Regions from separate parts of the Gadus morhua genome. Here region 1 is linked to region 2. A link is a contact called in public Hi-C data. All regions are on one chromosome and are shown on one strand. The core of a region is the stretch at or near the end of the contact, and the rest is flanking DNA. Distances in the headings are between cores, read along the strand shown.

Region 1 (5,345 bases), core at 727-3,226, 200 kb after region 2:
ATAGTATATATAGTGCCTATGCTCTGTTGTTGACCAAGTATACTTCTTGGACTCATCCTCAGCTCCCGAACTTGAGAAAAGCTTTTTGGCCCGGGGGGGGAAGTAGGAGGTAGTCAGCAGCCCCCACAATTTTGTTCCTACATCAGAAATCAATACACTTTGTTTTTTCCCCATTATGCACAAAAGAAAAGAGTCCCATTTTCTGTGCTACTACTCATTAAACAGAGCAGAGCAGTTAAAGCAACAAAGCATGCCACTAGAGAATAACACAAGACACACATCCTCAAATCAGGTGAAAACATCTGCAATATTTGTGAAAAAAAGTCAGGGCGGTGACATTTCAATCTTGAAAAAGCCAGTTTCAATCCAATTCAAACTGCCTGGTTGTTTAATTCAACACTCCCCCGTCATTAATTAGCAGATAATTTGATGGGCTGACATGAGTCACAAATAATGGCGCCTTGAGCATTCGCAAGTTCGGTGACTGTGACAAAAATAATCACTGGGGTCCGAGTGGGACTGCAGGATCCCAGTTTAAACCACACAGAAACTTAGCTTACTTAACCACACTTGATCTAATAAACATTATATACCTCAACATCTGAGAGTTTCTCTTTCATTCTGAATCACCCGTTTTGCATTTATGAAAAGCAGTATCTGGTCCTCTCCTCCCTGACAAAAAAATGGACACGACAAGAGACTTCAACAGACTCCATACATACAGGCCTACTCCATACATATAAGCAAAAGAGAGATGGGCCAGGATTGTGATTGTAACGACGCTTTGAAAACAAAGCCTCTCCTGGGACCTACCAGCATGCTTGAATGTTGGTGGATGAACAAAGTCATAGAATAACAACAAACTTAAATCAGCAACATAAATTAGATTGGGAAATCTACCCTTTCTTATCCCCAAAATAGAAATAATGCCAACATGTTCTTCAATGAAGAACTTCTTCCATTGACATGAGCAGCATCTGTGTGACTCTTCACAAGGCTGCACATTGAGGTCATCTAGCGCTATATAGTCATAAACATGCAAATCTCTCGTCCTTCGATCCTTTCCCGAATGTCCAAGTATCTTTAATGCTGTTCGATGTGCAACTGACATAAAATAAAACTAATGAGATTGAGCATCTGTCGTTGCAAATTATTAATGAATGCATCAGCAGTAATGCATTTTACAATTGGGGGGGGGGGGGACTAAACTGAAACAGAGCAATACTAGAAGGCTTTTCGTATTCCTCAAATCCGAGAGGAAATAATCCTAGATAGCGATGACAGAGCAGACTGGAACGGGTTAAATGTCCAGATTATAATCCGCCTTTGTCATAAAAACACGCCTCCTGCACCGGCTGCAAATTGTAGAAGGACAGCCAAACGGGTTCCAGCTAAACAAGCTAAATTGGGGTGCCTGGCAAAGTTATCAAAAAGTTGCATTTACCCAAACGACCAAGTGCTTTTGTGTTCAACTCCTTAGAAAGTTAAGAGTTGAAAGTTAAGAGTGGAGAACTAACGTTAACAACTCCGTGTTCGGGCGAAGCAAGGCGATGGACATCATGTCATTCAGGTCATCATCCTTGTCGATGGTATTAGCAACTTAACGTTAGTACTTAAATGCCTGCAACATCCATTATTGCTGGCTAAACCAAAGTAGCATACTCGCAAAACATGTTATTATCCTAGCAATAAAGGCTGAGTTTGCCGGCTTTCTTACCATGGATCAAACTCGTGGATGATGCTCTCGAACCGGATCACTGCGAAAAGTCTTGAGCTGAATCCGGCCACCCAGGCCAGGAAAAGGATGGTAAACGAGAGTAAAGATTGCCATCCCGCTGGCTGTGTCAGACCACCGGATAGGCCTCCTTTACCTCCTCCTCCGCCCATGGTGCTGGGTCTGCTGTTGCCGTGGACTAAGCCCCCGGCATTCGTGGACACTTTGTGCTTGCCATCGCCGGCTGTGTGGTGCTCCGCCATTTCTGTTCGGTGCGTGCAGTGTCAGGATTCTCCGGAGCTCACCCTCTGCCACGCGCTCCCTCGCTTCAACTACGCTCCGCCAAACGCCTCAGTTCAGGTCCGATTTATTTTTACAACCGTCTAAACAATATTAAGTCACGACGTAAACCCGAGTTGCTACTGCGAGAACCAGGCGTTACATCCCAAATGCGGACTCATGCTCCAGATACTGAATGAGAACGAAACGCTGAACCCACTGCCGGACCGAATGCCGGTGGAGAGTGATGAGATGGGCGGGACAATAGCAAACCCTGCCAGCCTCTTACAGAACGACAGGTACTTTGGGGCGGAGCCAACGGCGATTGCCGAGCCGTCGAGCTCCACTGGCCAATCCAGAAGCACGGAAGAGCAGACAGACAAAAGAGATAACCAATAGAATCAAACAAAACGATGTCTGAAATCGACTGAAGGATAATCCACCGTGTTTTGTGTACGAAATTGAGTTGTTCCGCATCTGACTATGAATAAGGCACTTGGGTTTTAAAGTTGCTTTGCATGCATGGAATAATCAACTCTCACACACATGAGAGCAATATCGGATATAGGACAAGATGTAAACCAGACATCAATAATAAAATCAATGTTTTTTTCAGAAAGATGGTAAACCCTTAAAACCAAAAAGAGACTGTGTGTGTGTGTGTGTGTGTGTGTGTGTGTGTGTGTGTGTGTGTGTGTGTGTGTGTGTGTGTGTGTGTGTGTGTGTGTGTGTGTGTGTGTGTGCGCAATATTTCTGTTGCCCTTGGATGTTCATTACTCAGACACAAGCTGTAATAGAGATTGATGCATCTCATCATTTTTAGTCCCCCGGCTAAGCCACACCACAGGATTCATCATGCCATTGACAAGCTTTGCGTTCTATCAAGGTATGGACATGTGATGGCTGAGATCTTCTTTCCTGTCTGTCTGTCTGTCTGTCTGTCTGTCTGTCTGTCTGTCTGTCTGTCTGTCTGTCTGTCTCTCGTTCTCTCTATATATTTATCTTGCTTGATGTGTATACATTTGGGATGTGGGAGTAAAAAGTTAAGAAAATCTATCGGTTGGTCTGTCTGTATGTCTGTCTCTGTCTCTGTCTCTGTCTCTCTCTCTCTCGCTCAAATATCCAAAAAGACAAAAATTGCACAAGAAAATATGTATGTGCATCGATCGATAATTCCTGTTAGGCCTACCTAATAGGGAATTGGGGGTATTGTGTACCGTTGAGGTACAAGCTATGGATCAGAGAGACTAGGAAGATAGAATGCAGAATGAAGACTGCAGAGATTACAGAAAGATAGCAGCCTAGGAAGCCTGAGAACGGGTTGGAGGTCAGGGTGTAGAAGAAGCAGTTGGGAGGGGACAAGAGAATTATTTGGGCTTTGCACGAGTAGTGCTTTCACCATGAACACGCATGGGTCAAGGAAATCCAAAGAAGAACACATTGCTCACAAATGAAATACAGAAACACAACACATACAAAGACACATGTAAAGGCACACACACACACACACACACACACACACACACACACACACACATATGCTTTCAGACACACACACACACACACACTTATACACTTCACACAAAAACACACACACACACACACACATGCTTTTAGACACACACACACACACACACAATGAACAAGGAGGAACCATCTGCACAGGTTCCCATATTTCAAACCTACCCACACATGCATACAAACCACATGGTTCAGTTCAATCTCCTAAATACACACATGAACACAGACACTCACAAACACGCCCACAACTCGCCTCTCATTCATCAAGGCCTCTCTTTGCCTCAGTGAGCCCTCCCCCTCCCTCCAACCCCCCCGGCCCGAATCCTAATACATTGACCTTTGAGGCAAATGGAAATTCAGGCCGTAAAGATTGTGTCTATCGCATCTATTGTCAAAGGGCCATAGCCTTTTAACAATGGAACGCAAAGGAAATCTGATCTATTGCAGAGTGGGCAGGGCTATGTTATACTCCAGAGCAAATGGGGCTGCTTTATGCTCTTCTACACAGTGAGCGGGCCACTCTGGCATGTGGAGAAAGCGGAGCTGCTCTATTCTATACTTCCTATAGCATGTTGCTGTGCTTGTCTGTAAGCTTGTGTGTCTGTATATGTTTTGTGTGTGTGTGTGTGTGTGTGTGTGTGTGTGTGTGTGTGTGTGTGTGTGTGTGTGTGTGTGTCTTGAAGGGCCTAGTGGTTAATGACAGAACCAAGTACTGTTTCTTTCGTCTACATGGATGTTTTATTGAGAATGATGAAGTGTGTGACCTGGTATAAAGACAATCATCTCTCCCCCCCCCCCCCCCCCCACTCCAAGCTGTATGCTGAGCAGCTTCACCACAGGAAGCACAGTCTTAAATCCACCGCTCAAGCGTGTGTGCTCTCATACAAGTGCGCCCTTGGAGCAACTGTATGGATGAAAGTATGCATATCTGACGGAACGGAAGCAATTCACAATCCCATGTTGTAGATGGAACTCCCATTTCCAGGCAGGAAGAGGGCTGGTTGTAAAACAGGATTGATTGAGTGATCGCTGGTTAAGAAGGCTGACTGGGTGGAACTCGCGGCTAAATGGATGGATGAATGCATTTATGCATTAATTGATTTCAAACCACTCATGCACAACAGTGTTTTCTTACACTATCATCCCCAGAGCAGAACTGCAAATACATTTTATTCCGAGCTCAGGAAAGCAAAGAAAAGAACGAGATGAGGCGTAAATCCACCTCATTGATGCTCAACCACAATGTCTCTTTAATGGGGTAAACCTGCTCCATTGTTGTCACAGGTATTCACCCACACCCGCAACCGCACCCCCACACACACACACACACACACACACACACACACACACACACACACACACACACACACACACAAACCATTTGGGGCAATACATTAGTGTTTATGTCTGTACCATCAACAACAGGCAGCGCAGAATGCATGACTTATCTCCGTATAGAATGCTTTGAAGACCAGACCCCAGAGGAGCGTGTTAGTGATCCCCGGCTAAGTGATGCCAAGGATGATTAACCACTGCCTGTGGGGGGTGCCGGGGAATAAACTGACGCACAGAAAAGGATCTGCATTATAAACCACTAAGGACCTCAATGAGGCGTGTGATCCTACTCTTACAAACTATTTATTTGTATAATCGCTGCGCAGACCGTGATCGCAATGCTACAATGGCAACGCTACATTTGAACGTGTCAGAAAAACCAATGCAATAGAATTTCCCGCCCTAATCGGGAATCATCCCTGAGCATGCTCTTTCCTTTAATGCCAAGCGCTGCTCGAAGCCAGTCGTCCGGAATCATTCAGGGGTTGATTAGAAA
Region 2 (5,337 bases), core at 2,834-5,333:
TGTTTTAAATGTAAAATATGTTTTCGTTATCCTCCACTATAATCGAATTTAGCAATATTGCATTTGGTGTTTTCCTTTGCTCTGATTGGACGCTTGAAGGTTGAAGTAAGCGGCACTTTCTTATAAATCTGTTACAGCATGGTTCCCAGTGAAGTCTGTCCCCCCTGTACATGTTTTTGTTATTTTTCACCTTCCTTAACCCTCATGGTTTGTATACGCTGTTTGAAAAGGTGTTTCACATGTGAAGGTGTGGATGGCTGTTGGTTGTATAATGTAAGCTTACCGATTTAGAAGAAAAGCTGTATGAAGAAGTTTTCTGTAAGAATTAAATGTTAAAAAGTTTCCTTTTGTCATTTTTGACTAGTGCTTCCAAAAATGCAGATTTTTTTTTTACCAAATATGAGCCAGCTACTTACCTTTTAGTTTTGAGCCAAATAGACAGTGATTATGCTGGCAAGAGTGTGTGCATTTGGGATATGTTGTTGTTGTATCTAGACCATTCAAATGACCTACAAAGATTTAATACCTTTGTTATATTTCCCCTCAGACCTTCAGTCATCGACTTGGCTCGCTAAAGTATGACAATGCAGGCTCAATAATGGATAAATGCCTCTTTTCTAAAGAATGCCTCTTGGGCTGACCTAAGTACAGCTCCTTCAGTTCCTCAGCATAAAACATGAGAGAGCAAGAGCGAGAGAGATCTCCTTAATGGTTCTGTGATAAAATAAGCAATATAAATGCACCCTAGCCAATACAGGCACATGTAGACTCGCCCTCGTCCACCGACAGCAATGTGTGACGTTTCCTCGTTCCGTTCTGAGGGACAACCATGTCACATGTTGGGTATTCTCGGAAGAAGAAAATGCAAGAGAGAAAATCTAGAGCCAGTATTTTAATCCATGCATTGTTAACCACTACAGTATGTAAACGATCACAGGAATATTGCTGGACAGCAGAGGAAGATTTGAAAACAACTTAAAAAAGTTATTATACTAAGCTAAGACACGAGCTCATTCGCTACCAGTAGAAAAACTTTTGTTCAGGTTCTCGGGACACAACGCATTTACATCACACAGTACCGTTTAGCTTTTTCACATTGCTAGACACGTCAGGAATGTGGGTTTATTAAAGTGCTAAAAAATAAATTAGTTAAAAAATAAATATCATCTATCCATAGATGGTAGTTCTAACGTTAGGAAGGCTACCGTCTGTACGTTGCTACCCATTTCAACAGAAGTCTACCCAACAGGCTAAGAAATGCAGGAGTGCAACTAACGCCGAGGTCAACGGTATAACCGATCCCACACCATTGATCAAAGCCTGACACCACCGCCTTCCATGTTAAATTAAAAAGGGTGGCTCGCGACACAACGGACGAGTCGGGACCAACTCTACCGCGTCTCACGAGACCAAGCTCAAGGGGGGGGGGGGGGGGGGGGATGGAGTGTCGGGCGAGAGGGGTGGAGTGCCAGGCGGGGTGGGGGTGGGGGTGGTGGGGGGGGTGAGTGACGGGGCCGTTCCCGGGGGTTCAGAGGTCGTTGGACGGCGTGCCCTTGCTCTTGCGGCCGGGCAGGGGGAAGGCGGACTTGCTCTGCGGCTGCGTGAGGCGGCTGGTGAGCGTGGTGAAGGGCTCGATGAGGGAGCCGCGCTCCGCCACGCTCACCTCCCACAGCTTCACCTTCTCGCCGCGCGCCCACTGCTGCGCCGCCTCGGGGTCCACCTGCCGCTGCTCCCGCAGGTCCGTCTTGTTGCCCAGGACGATGACCGCCACCTGCGGGCGGCACATGGTAAGTGGACTGCATTTGTATGGCGCTTTTATCCAGAGTGCTTTACAACATGGCCTGACTTTCACCCATTCACGCACCGACGGCGGAGTCCACCGTGCAAGGCGACAGCCAGCTCGTCTGAAAGCAGTTCGGGTTAGGTTTCTCGCTCAGGGACACCTCGACACTCAGCTAGGAGGAGGAGCCGGGGATCGAACCAGCAACCTTCCGGTTACCAGCCAACCCGCTCTAACTCCTGAGCTACTGCCGCCCACGGCAGCACAACGACAAGCACAACGGGGGTCGGGGGAAATGCTGAATCGTGTCTGCCGATGCTTGCGGAATGGAGAAGTGGCTCAAGTTGGCATGCCTACCAGTGTTTGGCAGTAGCTTGTGTTGCGCTTACCGATTGAGATCAATCTGACGTTTTAGAACATTATCGCTGGACGTCATCCAGAGCATCTAACAGTGTATCTAAAGGTATGTAAGGAGCAGGTAGGGGTAAGGGGCTAGGGGTCATCCTGGTCAAGGAAACCTACAGGTAGACTGCAGACATAAGGGTGCTAAACCAGAACTCTTCAAACACCCAAGCCTGGAGACTATTCAGCGCCCCCTTATTTTGACCCAAAACCTGCTCACTTGTTATGGATAACATTAAAATATAGCGTTAAAGCTTTATGTAACAACAGGGAATATGATTTCATTACCAATCTTTAATTGAGATAAGGATCAGGGAAAGATACAATTTAAGTTGTACATGAATTATATATTAAATCAATCAAAAGAACACATCATATGTGACTATTTAGCAGACACTTTTATCTAAACAGACTTAAGTCTGAATTAAAAAACAGGTTGTTGGGCAGCAGGTAGTGACTTCCCTGTCCTGTTCAATGGAATACATATTTAGTTCCAGATCACAATATCAACATTGTATATAAATACATAACCATTGATAATAGCGGTTATCAATGACTGGAACGGTGCCCACCTCTTTCTTATCTCTGGACTTGTCGATTTCCTTCTTCAGTATGTCGACCTTCTTGAAGGACTCCAGGCTGTCCACGCTGTAGACGAGCACGAAGCCGTCCGCCACCAGGTAGTAGTGCTTGGGGAGGTCCAGTTCGTCCTGCAGGCCCCGGGTGTCGTACAGCCTTAGCTGTTCCTTCACCCCGCGGTCCGTCTCCACCGAGGCCACGTACACATCCTCCTGGGTTCCACTGGTTTCAGACCCTGACAGACCAAAGCCAACAACAAGAGCCATCAACAACCAAACCTGTCAACTGACAGCAGCCCATAACTCTCTGACCCTACTGAACTGTTCACATGTGGTTATAATTAAATGTTAAACATTGGAACTGAGGAGCTTTCTTACACATAATGATAGCTTACAATATCGTGCAACTATTGACCTACATTCCCTTTAAGCCATGCCATCGAGCATCTAATGGTTGGGTTTTCCCCTTACCTCCAAACTAGGTGACCTACTCACCGACAGTGTGGTTTCCGTACAGTAACTGCTCCAGGATAGCAGTCTTTCCAACAGAAGCCTGGCCGCAGACAACAACTTTACAGCCCTTCCCCATTTCGACTCTACAAGGCAACATATCAGAGTAAGCTTACAAGCCGAAAGTAAAGTACACACCATCAGACACATTGTACAAACCAGCTTTGCAGTAACAATATTTGGTAGCAAAATTTAACACGAACCCTAATAAAATCTTAGCAACGTAGCTACTCAATCCAGACGATTATGTACGCCTCGAAAACATACGCTACTGACATTGCCAGCAGTGAATCATGGTACACGGGTCAAAGTGTAAAGTACAGTTACCTACCTAGTCCAGGTTAACGCTGTCAGATTTCAGCACAGACATCTCGACCTGGAGCATCCTTTCTTCAGTGTGTGGGGTCGCTGTTATTGGCAAGTTCGGGTACCTCACTGCGCATGTGCAAACACGGAATAATCTGCACGCACGTCCGAACTAAATTTAATTGAAATTAGATAGCAGAAAGAGGTCACCATCTGTCAATCAATATTATCAGTCCAGGCTCTACTCTTAACATTAATCTATTTCGCATGGTGGTGTCAAGTGTGTTTTTGACTAACAATGTATTAAAAGTAATACGTTTTACAAAATAGAGAGACATTATATAGTGTGTAAATGTAGTATGTTACAGCGTGTTAGAGTAAACCCATTCTGAATCAAAACCTAAATTAAATTAAATCTCCGGAAACGCTAAACAAATCCAGGACTACATTTCCCGTGATCCTTCAACCGGAAATACGCAGCCGACGTTTTCATAAAGCATGCTGGGTATTTTTTCTCTCTCTTTCCGGCTGGTACGCCATCATGTAAGCTATATTTCCAATGCTTTAATACAACACAATCTATTAAAATCTACGATATTGGACCTACATCGTTCTGTCAAATTTAGTACACTCGTTTATCAGACTTCAGTTTTCAATATGCTGCAATTATTTTAGAAGTTTTGTCATTTTAGACTGTGATTAAAGCCCTGGTTCTGTTGGGTACTATAGGCGCTTGGCTGTCTTGCTATTCATCCTGCTGTCCGGTTAGCTGCTGTATTGTAGTTAACGTTTGGCATTTCTTTCTGAAATTATTGCTTGGCATGTCCTGGTTGAATTGTTATGTCCATAGAGTATATAACGATATGGTGGTTAACGAATGCATCTAGCGAAGCAGAGTAATTGTTTATTCTGTTAGCCAAGCTAAGGTTAGCGTGTGAATAAAAATGCTTTAGCATGAAACTCCCTCATCGGAAGCAATTAAACATTCAATCTGAACTGTTGTATTTACTAACCTCGCATTTAGTATTGCTGATTTATTAATTGCTAGCCTAATACTTGGTCACACTAGTATAGTTAATAGTAAACATGTATCTAATGCATGCCTATATTTGAAGAGAAACGCTATTTACGTGAGCAAGGGATTGTCCAAGTGTCACTAGTCATTTATTTCCAAGGATGAATTGCCTGCAATGGGTCCAGTTTGACAATGTCGTGTAGTCTTCTAAAATGTATATCTTCCCACAGATAAATCAAGATGGGAGCATATAAGTATATGCAGGAGTTGTGGCGCAAGAAGCAGTCTGATGTACTTCGCTTCCTCCTCCGTGTGAGATGCTGGCAGTATCGCCAGTTGTCCAACCTCCATCGTGCTCCTAGGCCCACCAGACCCGACAAGGCTCGTAGACTGGGCTACAAGGCCAAGCAGGGTAGGTCCCAAGCCACATGGGTCGGTCATGGAAGTCTAACCACCAATAAACTCACCATGTGAATACCAACTCCTTTTGTTGTTGTTGTTGTTTAGGGTACGTCATCTACCGTATTCGCCTCCGCCGTGGTGGTCGCAAACGCCCCGTGCCCAAGGGTGCCACCTATGGCAAGCCTGTGCATCATGGTGTCAACCAGATCAAGTTCGCCCGCAGTCTGCAGTCTGTTGCTGAGGTGAGTTTGTGATCATCTCTTGGAAGAAATGTAGGCTCTTTGGGATTCACTCCTCGAAAGGTTTTGAGTGGGAAGGTGCCGGCCGTCATTGATGGATGATGG

Evidence for each region. A called contact is a pair of places that touch in the nucleus more often than the background predicts.
Region 1: a Hi-C map of gonad shows a contact between it and region 2, with 4 times the contacts expected there. The contact joins the promoter of LOC115535710 here to the promoter of rpl15 in region 2. A contact is called at or near these places in 3 of 6 Hi-C or Micro-C datasets (blood, gonad and heart).

The regions. Positions count from the first base shown.
Region 1 is chr22:10,790,841-10,796,185 of gadMor3.0, forward strand. It overlaps LOC115535710 (dolichyl-diphosphooligosaccharide--protein glycosyltransferase subunit STT3B), which reads right to left and starts at 1,977. Exons shown (of 16, transcript XM_030347132.1): 1 at 1,718-1,977. The coding sequence starts at 1,977.
Region 2 is chr22:10,590,747-10,596,083 of gadMor3.0, forward strand. It overlaps rpl15 (ribosomal protein L15), which reads left to right and starts at 4,084. Exons shown (of 4, transcript XM_030346426.1): 1 at 4,084-4,119; 2 at 4,822-5,003; 3 at 5,099-5,235. The coding sequence starts at 4,832. nkiras1 (NFKB inhibitor interacting Ras-like 1) reads right to left here and starts at 3,730. Exons shown (of 4, transcript XM_030346428.1): 1 at 3,602-3,730; 2 at 3,256-3,356; 3 at 2,755-2,996; 4 at 878-1,771. The coding sequence starts at 3,349. The coding sequence ends at 1,529.